Linked DNA regions of Gossypium arboreum: regions 1 and 3 are each linked to region 2. Evidence: chromatin contacts called from public Hi-C data. All regions are on one chromosome and are shown on one strand. The core of a region is the stretch at or near the end of the contact, and the rest is flanking DNA. Distances in the headings are between cores, read along the strand shown. Region 1 holds the start of LOC108474874 (L-tryptophan--pyruvate aminotransferase 1-like). Region 2 holds the start of LOC108476354 (pentatricopeptide repeat-containing protein At1g60770). Region 3 has its middle 37 kb from the start of LOC128291390.

Evidence for each region. A called contact is a pair of places that touch in the nucleus more often than the background predicts.
Region 1: a contact with region 2 is called in a Hi-C map of leaf, with 4 times the contacts expected there. The contact joins the promoter of LOC108474874 here to the promoter of LOC108476354 in region 2. A contact is called at or near these places in 4 of 5 Hi-C or Micro-C datasets (all in leaf).
Region 3: a contact with region 2 is called in a Hi-C map of leaf, with 2.3 times the contacts expected there. The contact joins the enhancer-like site here to the promoter of LOC108476354 in region 2. A contact is called at or near these places in 2 of 5 Hi-C or Micro-C datasets (both in leaf).

What each region holds. Positions count from the first base shown.
Region 1 is chr3:15,994,066-15,996,987 of ASM2569848v2, reverse strand. It overlaps LOC108474874 (L-tryptophan--pyruvate aminotransferase 1-like), which reads right to left and starts at 1,611. Exons shown (of 5, transcript XM_017776910.2): 1 at 1,175-1,611; 2 at 633-945. The coding sequence starts at 1,281.
Region 2 is chr3:15,743,218-15,746,062 of ASM2569848v2, reverse strand. LOC108476354 (pentatricopeptide repeat-containing protein At1g60770) reads left to right here and starts at 1,520. Exons shown (of 2, transcript XM_017778549.2): 1 at 1,520-1,894; 2 at 2,296-2,845. The coding sequence starts at 1,667.
Region 3 is chr3:15,886,359-15,889,170 of ASM2569848v2, reverse strand. No RefSeq gene overlaps it. Among protein-coding and RNA genes, the nearest start is that of LOC128291390, 37 kb to the left of the region's middle. Within about 2 kb of position 1,435, at least 2 of the 2 cell types and tissues checked have an H3K27ac peak or open chromatin away from gene starts, as enhancers often do. A contact at or near this core is called in leaf, where this site is marked.

The sequences.
Region 1 (2,922 bases), core at 362-2,861, 250 kb before region 2:
ATGTTTATGGTTGGGTATTTTTCCGCAAACAACCATGATGGAGTCCAATCACCCATATAAATCCTAGTTGGTGCTTAATAAATTTGATAAAGCTTGGCCCATGAAATGTCATTTTAATCATAAACATGGTGTAGAAATTTTAAAAAAAAAAGCCGAAAGGTGAGTGGGTTTTTTCACCAGACCGTGGAGAATCTGGGGTTGACCCACCACATGGTTTCAAAAGCAAGACATGTCCATGTTACCATGTTCGCCCTAAGATCCAAAAACAATGCTTGCATGCATATGTTTGATAACTAATATGTTTTTAAGAAACATGTTTGTTCCATTGTCCCCATTTCTTTCTCAGTAATTTGTCTATTCCACTTTTGACAACCCCTTAATGCAAACGTTTCCCAATGTCATTGAAAAATGGAACCGAATGCATTAATGGAAGATGTTCTAATAAACATGGAAACACCACTTGGCCCGTCCCTGAACCACCCTCAGTCAATAAGATAAGAACCTAATAAATCCAATACGACAACAATGATTTTGACTTAACTGGGTTAAAAGAAAAGAAAAAAAACAAAAAAGTAGTCAAAATCTCTCGTGTCAACCAAAATGAAGGGTTAAAAGTTTATCAAAGGGCTAACCGAGTAGAAAGGGGCGGCGGCGACGACGCTGAGGGGCTCAGTGTCAGGGTCGTAGGAAGAAGAGAGGGCGTAGAGCACGGCCTGGAAGAGCTGGGTTGAGCCATTGCCTACCACGATATATCGATCGTCGTCAACCACTGCATTTCCAACGACGCAATGCAACCTCCGGATGGCACGATCAAGCTCCGGCATCAAGAACCAGCAAAAGTGTCCCCCGTTGCTGAAGTAGCTCATCAAATTATGGCCAGAGATCACGACCGTACATTTCTCTCCCATTTGCCTCCAGTATGACTCGTACATGGTAGGATCACCACTGTGAAAAATAGAAATAAAACCAAATCCTATTATCATGCTTTCGATTTAGCCAATAAATCTAAAATCCCTCGCATTGCATGCACCAATGTGGGATTTAAGTGGAATACTGATTAATGTAACAGTCACAAACCCCCCACAGAAAGGGAAATAAAATAAAATAGAGGTGAAGTTGATTGAAAAGAAAAACATGCAATAGCCGATGAAATCAATGCAGGCGATGGACAAACCGAGCGAAGTTGATGACACGGTCAGAGGAGAGAGTAGTGGGTGCCTTCTTGACGGAGGTCACGACGGATTTCGTAGCGGAAACTGCCTTCTCAAAGCCGACCACCATCTTGGCTTCTATAAAAGTGAATGTGAAATTATACTCTCTTTTTTTTTTTTTTCTTTAGCAAGTAAATAATGTTTTGGGGTATGATGTGGACGGAGGATGGATATGGGTTTATATATATAGGGGGACAAAATTCAAGAGCTCAATAGATGCATGAACCCTAATTCATTTTATATTGGTTTCCAAAAAACATGTCGGATTCTGGTTTTTTGAGTGAATCAAACCAACGAAAAATTTAACAATGAGGCCGAAAAGGCAAAATATCTCGGAAATATTAATGACGATATCCAGAGATGTACTTACTATAATGGAGAGTTATCTGTTTTAGACTTGGTACACCTCACTAAAGTTAAGGTGTTGAGTAGATTCTTCACAAAATTACAATTAGTTCCCTTTTTTTGGATAATTTTCAGTTCGTTGCATTTTCATTATTCATAAATGTATCCTAAAGATATTTATTGCTAATATATAATTGATAATAATTGATTAAAATTTAATTTTGAAAAGAATTAGAATTCAACTTTCCATAAAAAAATTATATCCGTAAATGATGATTAAAGTTACAATGAATAAGAATCGATAGAAAATTAGAAGGATTTTCGTCCCATCGCCCCTACAACATTCATATTTATTAGAGGTGGACATAGCCTTTTGCTTATGGAATCCCCTATTGAGTGAATAAAATTGAAGTGCTAAATCAAATCAAAAACTTGAGAGGGAGGGCTTTCTTCTAGCCTAGAGCCGTTTAGGAGACTTCACTGCTATTAAAAACCTTGAGGACAAAAAAAAAAAAAAAAACCAAGTTGTACCAAGAAAATGCATCTTTTAGGTAATGGATTGATGATTCCAATCTCATAGACATGCACATTAGTGGAGGTGCTTTCACTTGGTCTAATAATTGAATAGGCATCTAGGCAATCCAGTAAAAGTTAGACAGGATGGTACGTAATGAGAAATGGATTGATCTCTTTTCTTCGGCCTTTGGAGTTGCTGACCCACCATCCACTCGGATCACTCTCCCATCAAGAACAGCTGTCACTATAGAATGTTTAAGTTCCAGCTCAAATGGACCTTGGATTAAGAATACGAAGAGCTAATTTAAGGGAAATGGCTAACTCCTCGTTCTCTCAACTCTTAAATCACCTTAAATGAGAAATTACAAGCCATTCAGCATGGCTTACAAGCATGGAAACTCTAGAAGAAACATCGACTTCCTCATAAAAAAGACTTGCTGATATCCAAGAAGAGCCACTCACTCCTAAATCTAAAGAAGAAGCAATGAAGATAAAAAGTCAACTTGATAAATTATGGAAATGGAGGAATGTCATTAGCTCCAATGCTCTACAATCCAATGGTTCAATCAACGGAATTATAAGACATGCTTCTTCCATGCCACCGCCCAACATCATAAAAGGCTAAATGCTATCCACCGGCTTAGAGGAATGGATAGAATTCAACACTATTCTAGAATTCAACAACACTATTCTAGAATTCAACAAGGTTCTAGTATGGAGGGTTTCTCACTTGAAAGCGGATGAGCTAAGGAGGGGTGAGCAAAATTCGATTCGATTTGAAAAATTGGATAAAAAATTTAAATTTTGGATTAAATAGTTCGAGTTATTTGAGTTAATCGAGTTATTCGGA
Region 2 (2,845 bases), core at 271-2,770:
TTAAACATGATAGCTTGTATAATAATCCACATTTATTTCATACTTTTTCTTTTTTAATTTTTATGAACTTTACATTTTTTATTTTTATAAATTTTAAATTATTTGTTGACATAATATATAAAAAAATTGGTGTTATGTCAACATAAAGTACTTGTAAAATGTTGTCACGACAATATCACTAAAAGTTGATGTTTTAGTCAATATTTTCGTTAAAAAATAAATTGACCCTTTTTAAAATATTAATTATCAAATTTAACTAAAAAATAAAAATCAAATTAAAAAAATATAACCATTAAAAGCTAAATTTATTATTATAAATAAATAAATAAATTTATATTTTATAAATAATTCAGTCCAATTTATCACAGCTCCCTTTAAACCAAGTTCTCGAACTTCATCATGTCCATCATTTTCTTAAGCTTCAAGAGCACATCTACTTTAGCCGGTTTGGTAAAAATATGTACGACAAATCATGAATCTTATGATAGTGATCTCGATATTCTTGTTATATGCATGAAATACCGGCTTCTTTGACAAAGTAAATTAGCCTATATATTATGATTATCAACTTATCTAATTTAATTACTTGATAATTCGATTTTAAAATTTTCAAATAAAATTTTTGGGTTAGCTTGATTTAGGAAATTCAACTTTGAAATTGATTATTTTTTTGTCACCAATGGAAATCACGCTATTATATTTGAAACATTTAGAGTTATTTCATAAAAAAGAAAATAAACTATAAAAGAGAAGTGGAAGAAAAATTTTTGATTAACGTAGACGGTGCGGATAGAGAAAGTCATATAGTAATAATTTTAACAACTCAATGACTTGTATGAAAATTTTTAAATAATTTAGTGACAATTTTATAACTTCTTGAAGTAACTAAAAATTAAATTTACTAATAATTTAATAACCTTGGGATGTAGTTTTTTTTTAAAAAACTCTAAACTTTTGATTCCATTGCTTATTTTGCAAATCAAACCATTTAATCACATTTCCTAATTAAAATTTGATTATCGGTAGCTGAATATATTATTTTTGGAATAAATGTTAAAATTATACATGAATATGGTTTAATGTGTAATTGTATACATGAACTTTGATTTTGTGTAATTTTATACATAAAATTTTGATTTGATTTAATTCTTGTAAATTATTAACACAATCATTGATATAACATTATTTTATGTTTATATATTGCATAAATAAATAATTATATTTATTTAATATTAAAATAAATTAATTTATTTATTTCTTTAAATATGTATGATTAAATCAAAATTAAAATTTAAAATATATATTTAAACCATAATTAAAATTCACATATATAATTACACCAAATTAAAATTCAATGTACATAATTCTACCTTAAATTTCTTTTATTTTTAACCTTACCACGAAAAGAAAACCTCAAAGGATTAAGGCCACATTTTCAATTTCAAATGGTTCATGAAACAAATCAAAAGCCGAAGTTTTAAGCCCAAATCCAGAAACCAAAGCCGGCTCGGCTGGCTCCCTCAGTTACTCCGCGGGCCCCCCCGGCGGGGGGTGTTTCAGCAAGGCTTTTTCTTTCATTTCCCCAAAATTTCTTTCATCAAATGAATCCAAAATAAATAATAAAAGAAACCCTAAAACCCTAACCCCTTCTCACTCAACCAAATCAATGGCGTTGATGCAGCAATTGGGACGGACCAAGAATGTGACGAGAAGGTCAAACAAGTACTTAGAAGAAGTTCTTTTCCACCGGCTTTTTAAGGAAGGCGGCTCGGAAATTAGCGTGCGGCAGCAACTTAATCACTTCATCAAGAGCTCCAAGCGTGTCTACAAATGGGAAGTAGACGAGACTCTCAAGAAGCTTCGCCACCGTAAGCTCTATTTCCCTGCTCTCAAGGTTCGTATTCCTTTTTTAGATCAAAGCCTGGGGTTTTTATTGCGAAATTTCTCTTATGGTGTTCTAATAGATATGAAACTTTGTTGATTTTGTCTAATGAAATAGTGCGAATCTTGGCCCTTTTTTTATTTTTAATTCTTTTGGCTTTTGATTACGTGGTATTGTTATTTACAAACTACGATTGGGTTATATTGTACAATCAAGTGAAAGAGATTCATAAGCGTTTTAGGATAGACATTGTACTTATATTATCATATAATTCTCCTTTTGTTGTGGAGATTGCATATAATTGTTGCTAATACTTGGTTCAGAATGTTCTTATGAATGTAGGTTTCTATTTTTTATTTCAATACTTCCTAATTCAAAATGGGTTATGTATGTCATTACATTTGCATTTACAGCTGTCTGAAATGATGGCGACTAAGAGGGGCATGAATAAGACTGTTAGTGATCAGGCTATCCATCTTGATTTGGTTGCCAAAGCTCAAGGGATTCCTGCTGCTGAAAATTACTTCGTTGATCTTCCTAAAGCACTGAAAAACCATCTAACTTATGGTGCCCTTCTCAACTGTTATTGTAAGGAATTGATGACTGAAAAAGCAGAAGCTTTGATGGAAAAGATGAAGGAACTTAACCTTCCTTTAAGCTCTATGTCTTATAATAGTCTCATGACTCTTTACACAAAGATTGGCCAGCCTGAAAGGGTACAAGAAATTATACAGGAAATGAAATCATGTGGTGTCATACCAGATTCATATACATACAACGTTTGGATGAGGGCTCTGGCTGCTATGAATGATATTTCTGGAGTTGAAAGAGTTATCGAGGAAATGAAGAGAGATGCTGAGGATGCTGATGATTGGACAACATATAGCAATATAGCATCAATTTATGTTGATGCCGGCTTGTTTGAGAAGGCAGAGAAGGCACTTAAGGAATTGGAAAAGAGAA
Region 3 (2,812 bases), core at 186-2,685, 140 kb before region 2:
TCTCCAAAATTAGAGTTTGGTCTGTGACGGGGCATGGAAAAGGAGGTGTGATAAATACAAGTCAAGGTGAAGATTTGTTGGGTGTGTCTCGTATTTATCAGATGTTTTGCAGGCACTTAGGAAGACATTTGACATTTATCAAAAAAGAGGTAAAACAAGTGACGTTATGATGATACAATGAAACCCTAAACGAACGTGACGGTGACGCCATGATGAGCATGCATGGGACGTCACGGAGATTTCTCCAAGTTATGCAGTCGCGTTTTAGACTCCAAGTAAGACTTCTTCTTCCATATGGACTCTGGTTATTCCAGGGATATTTTGGTATGATTAGAACTCTAATCTAAGCCTCTTTAAAAGAGCCATTGAATCCTTGCGAAACATGCCAATCAACAAGGGCTTTTCTTGATGGCGACAAGATGTAGTCGTATATAAGTTTTGGTGAGAGTTTCGTAGTAACTATAGAGAGAATTTTATTTCTGAGTTTGGGTTTTGTTTTCGGGGTTTGGGTAATGTACATTTAGTACACTTAAGTTTATTTTCTCCATATTGTATTCTTGTTTGTCTACTCATTTAATGAAAAGCCGATACCTTCTTTACCAGTGGTTTTTATTCTCTTCGAAAAAATTTTTCCACATAAAATATTTATGTTCGTTCCTCTTTGATTTTATTATCTCGTTGTTTACATGAATCAATCCTCAATAATATACAATCAATTGAAACGAGCCTAACCTAACGATCTTATCATCGTCTTAGGAAAGTCACTTTATGATTTTTCTCCGAACGGGAAGAGCAATTGTAATACTAAATTAAACCTTAAGTCTACCAAGTAGCTGTGTTTACATCATAGCTTGCCCATGGAAGGGCAAAGTGACTTCCTCAGCATGTCTTACCCATTGAAGTGCTCTGCAAGTACAAAGCGTCCACCTCTTTAAAAAGCGTTTTATATCTCATCTAAAAATTTTAAGTCATATCCATCAGACATAAAATGCCATTACCTTGTCCAACTCTATCAACTCATCTATTACTCTATTTGACGTACTACAAAATAAGAGTATGACGTACTAAAACTTGTATATAAAATCCCTAAGCTTCCTTTGGCCTATAAAAGGAACTTCCCTTCGGAGATATGAACAGCAACAACCTTCACCACCACTCTTTTTCCTCTCCAAAATTAACTCCATCAAGGGCTCTAGAGTAAGATAGATTTTTATATTTCGACGATGAATATTTTAATATTATAACATAATCTCTCTTAACTTGAACGGTTCTTTGCTTAAATCTAAACTAACAATAATATATGTTTTCATATTATCAAATTTATTAAAGGAAACTGTAGCGTTGGGAAAAAGAAGAGAAAGAAAGATTGTTTGCCAACACATGATATGACCAAAATTTATTAGACACCCATTAGTTCCTTGACTGATTGTCGGTCTTAATTTCACGTGCCTGCAATAATCAGAAACCATGTGACTTCTCAGTTTTCAGATTACGTAGGCATTCATTTTTAAAATATTTTTACTTTCTAGAAATAAAACTCACATCCTTGAACTATTCTTATTGTATCATGCTTCATTTCATTATTAAATTCATTAATTTAAGAGAAAGAAAAAAAATTGATGTTATTTGATATAATTTAAAACAAAAGGTTTAAAAAATAATATTAGAATTATTGATTTTAATGTTTTTAAAACTTTTACAAAAATTATTGTTGATTCTATTTTTATTTCTATTTTATTTTAATTTTTAATTTTGAAAGTTATTTTTAATTTTTATTTTAAATTATATCATATAAAATTTTACATTCGATATAATAATCAAATTAATAGTTTTAATAATGAAAAGACCTACTTGATAAAATATCAATAATTTAGAGATATCTAGTATAATCAACTCGCTTCAAAAAAACTTATTAAATAATACATTTTACTACATTTTCAATAAAAGTAAAAATTTGATGAGATTATATTATGTAATGTATTGATAGTATCACGTTTTTTATCAAATTTATTTTTATTAATATTTAAAATATTTTTATTTATAATTCTATAATTTATTAAAATATTTTATTATAATTGTAAGATTGTAGCATAATATCAAATATAGCCCTTAACATTTACATATTTTATCAATTTGGTTTTGTTTAGTTAAATTTAACTCTTAATCTTTTAAAAGAGTGAAATTTGACTATTAACTTTTAAAAAGAGTCTAATTAATTTTTAACAAAAATACAATTAAAATATTTAAATTTTTAAACATGACAACTCACATGTTAATTCACATGTACTTTATGCTATCTTTTTATAAACAGTTCATAATTTTTGAATTTTTATTTTTAAATATTTTATTTTTTTATGTGACTAATGAGATAAATAATGTTATGTTAAAATGAAGTGCACATAAATTACTACACATATTACTACACCAACATAATTAAAAAATTAATGTTTTAATTAATACTTTTGTTAAATAATAGTAATCTGATGTTTTTAGAAAAGTTAATAACTAAATTTAAATAAAAAGAAAAAAAGTCAGATTAACAAAAGAGATATATTAATATAAGGTTAATATTTAGTATACTATCTGTGTATTTTTTATTTCATAAATAATTTTTAAAAAATTATTATGTATATCAATTTTTAAAATATTTAATTTTTTAATATTTTTAACACGTAAAATTCCAAACCCATAAAATCAAAAACAACTCCGCTAAATACCAAATATAATCACTTAGATTAAAAAACTTAAACTCAAATAGCAAGTCAACTTTCAAGTGATATTTTTCTCATTTTATAAGAGAACATAGCTTTTC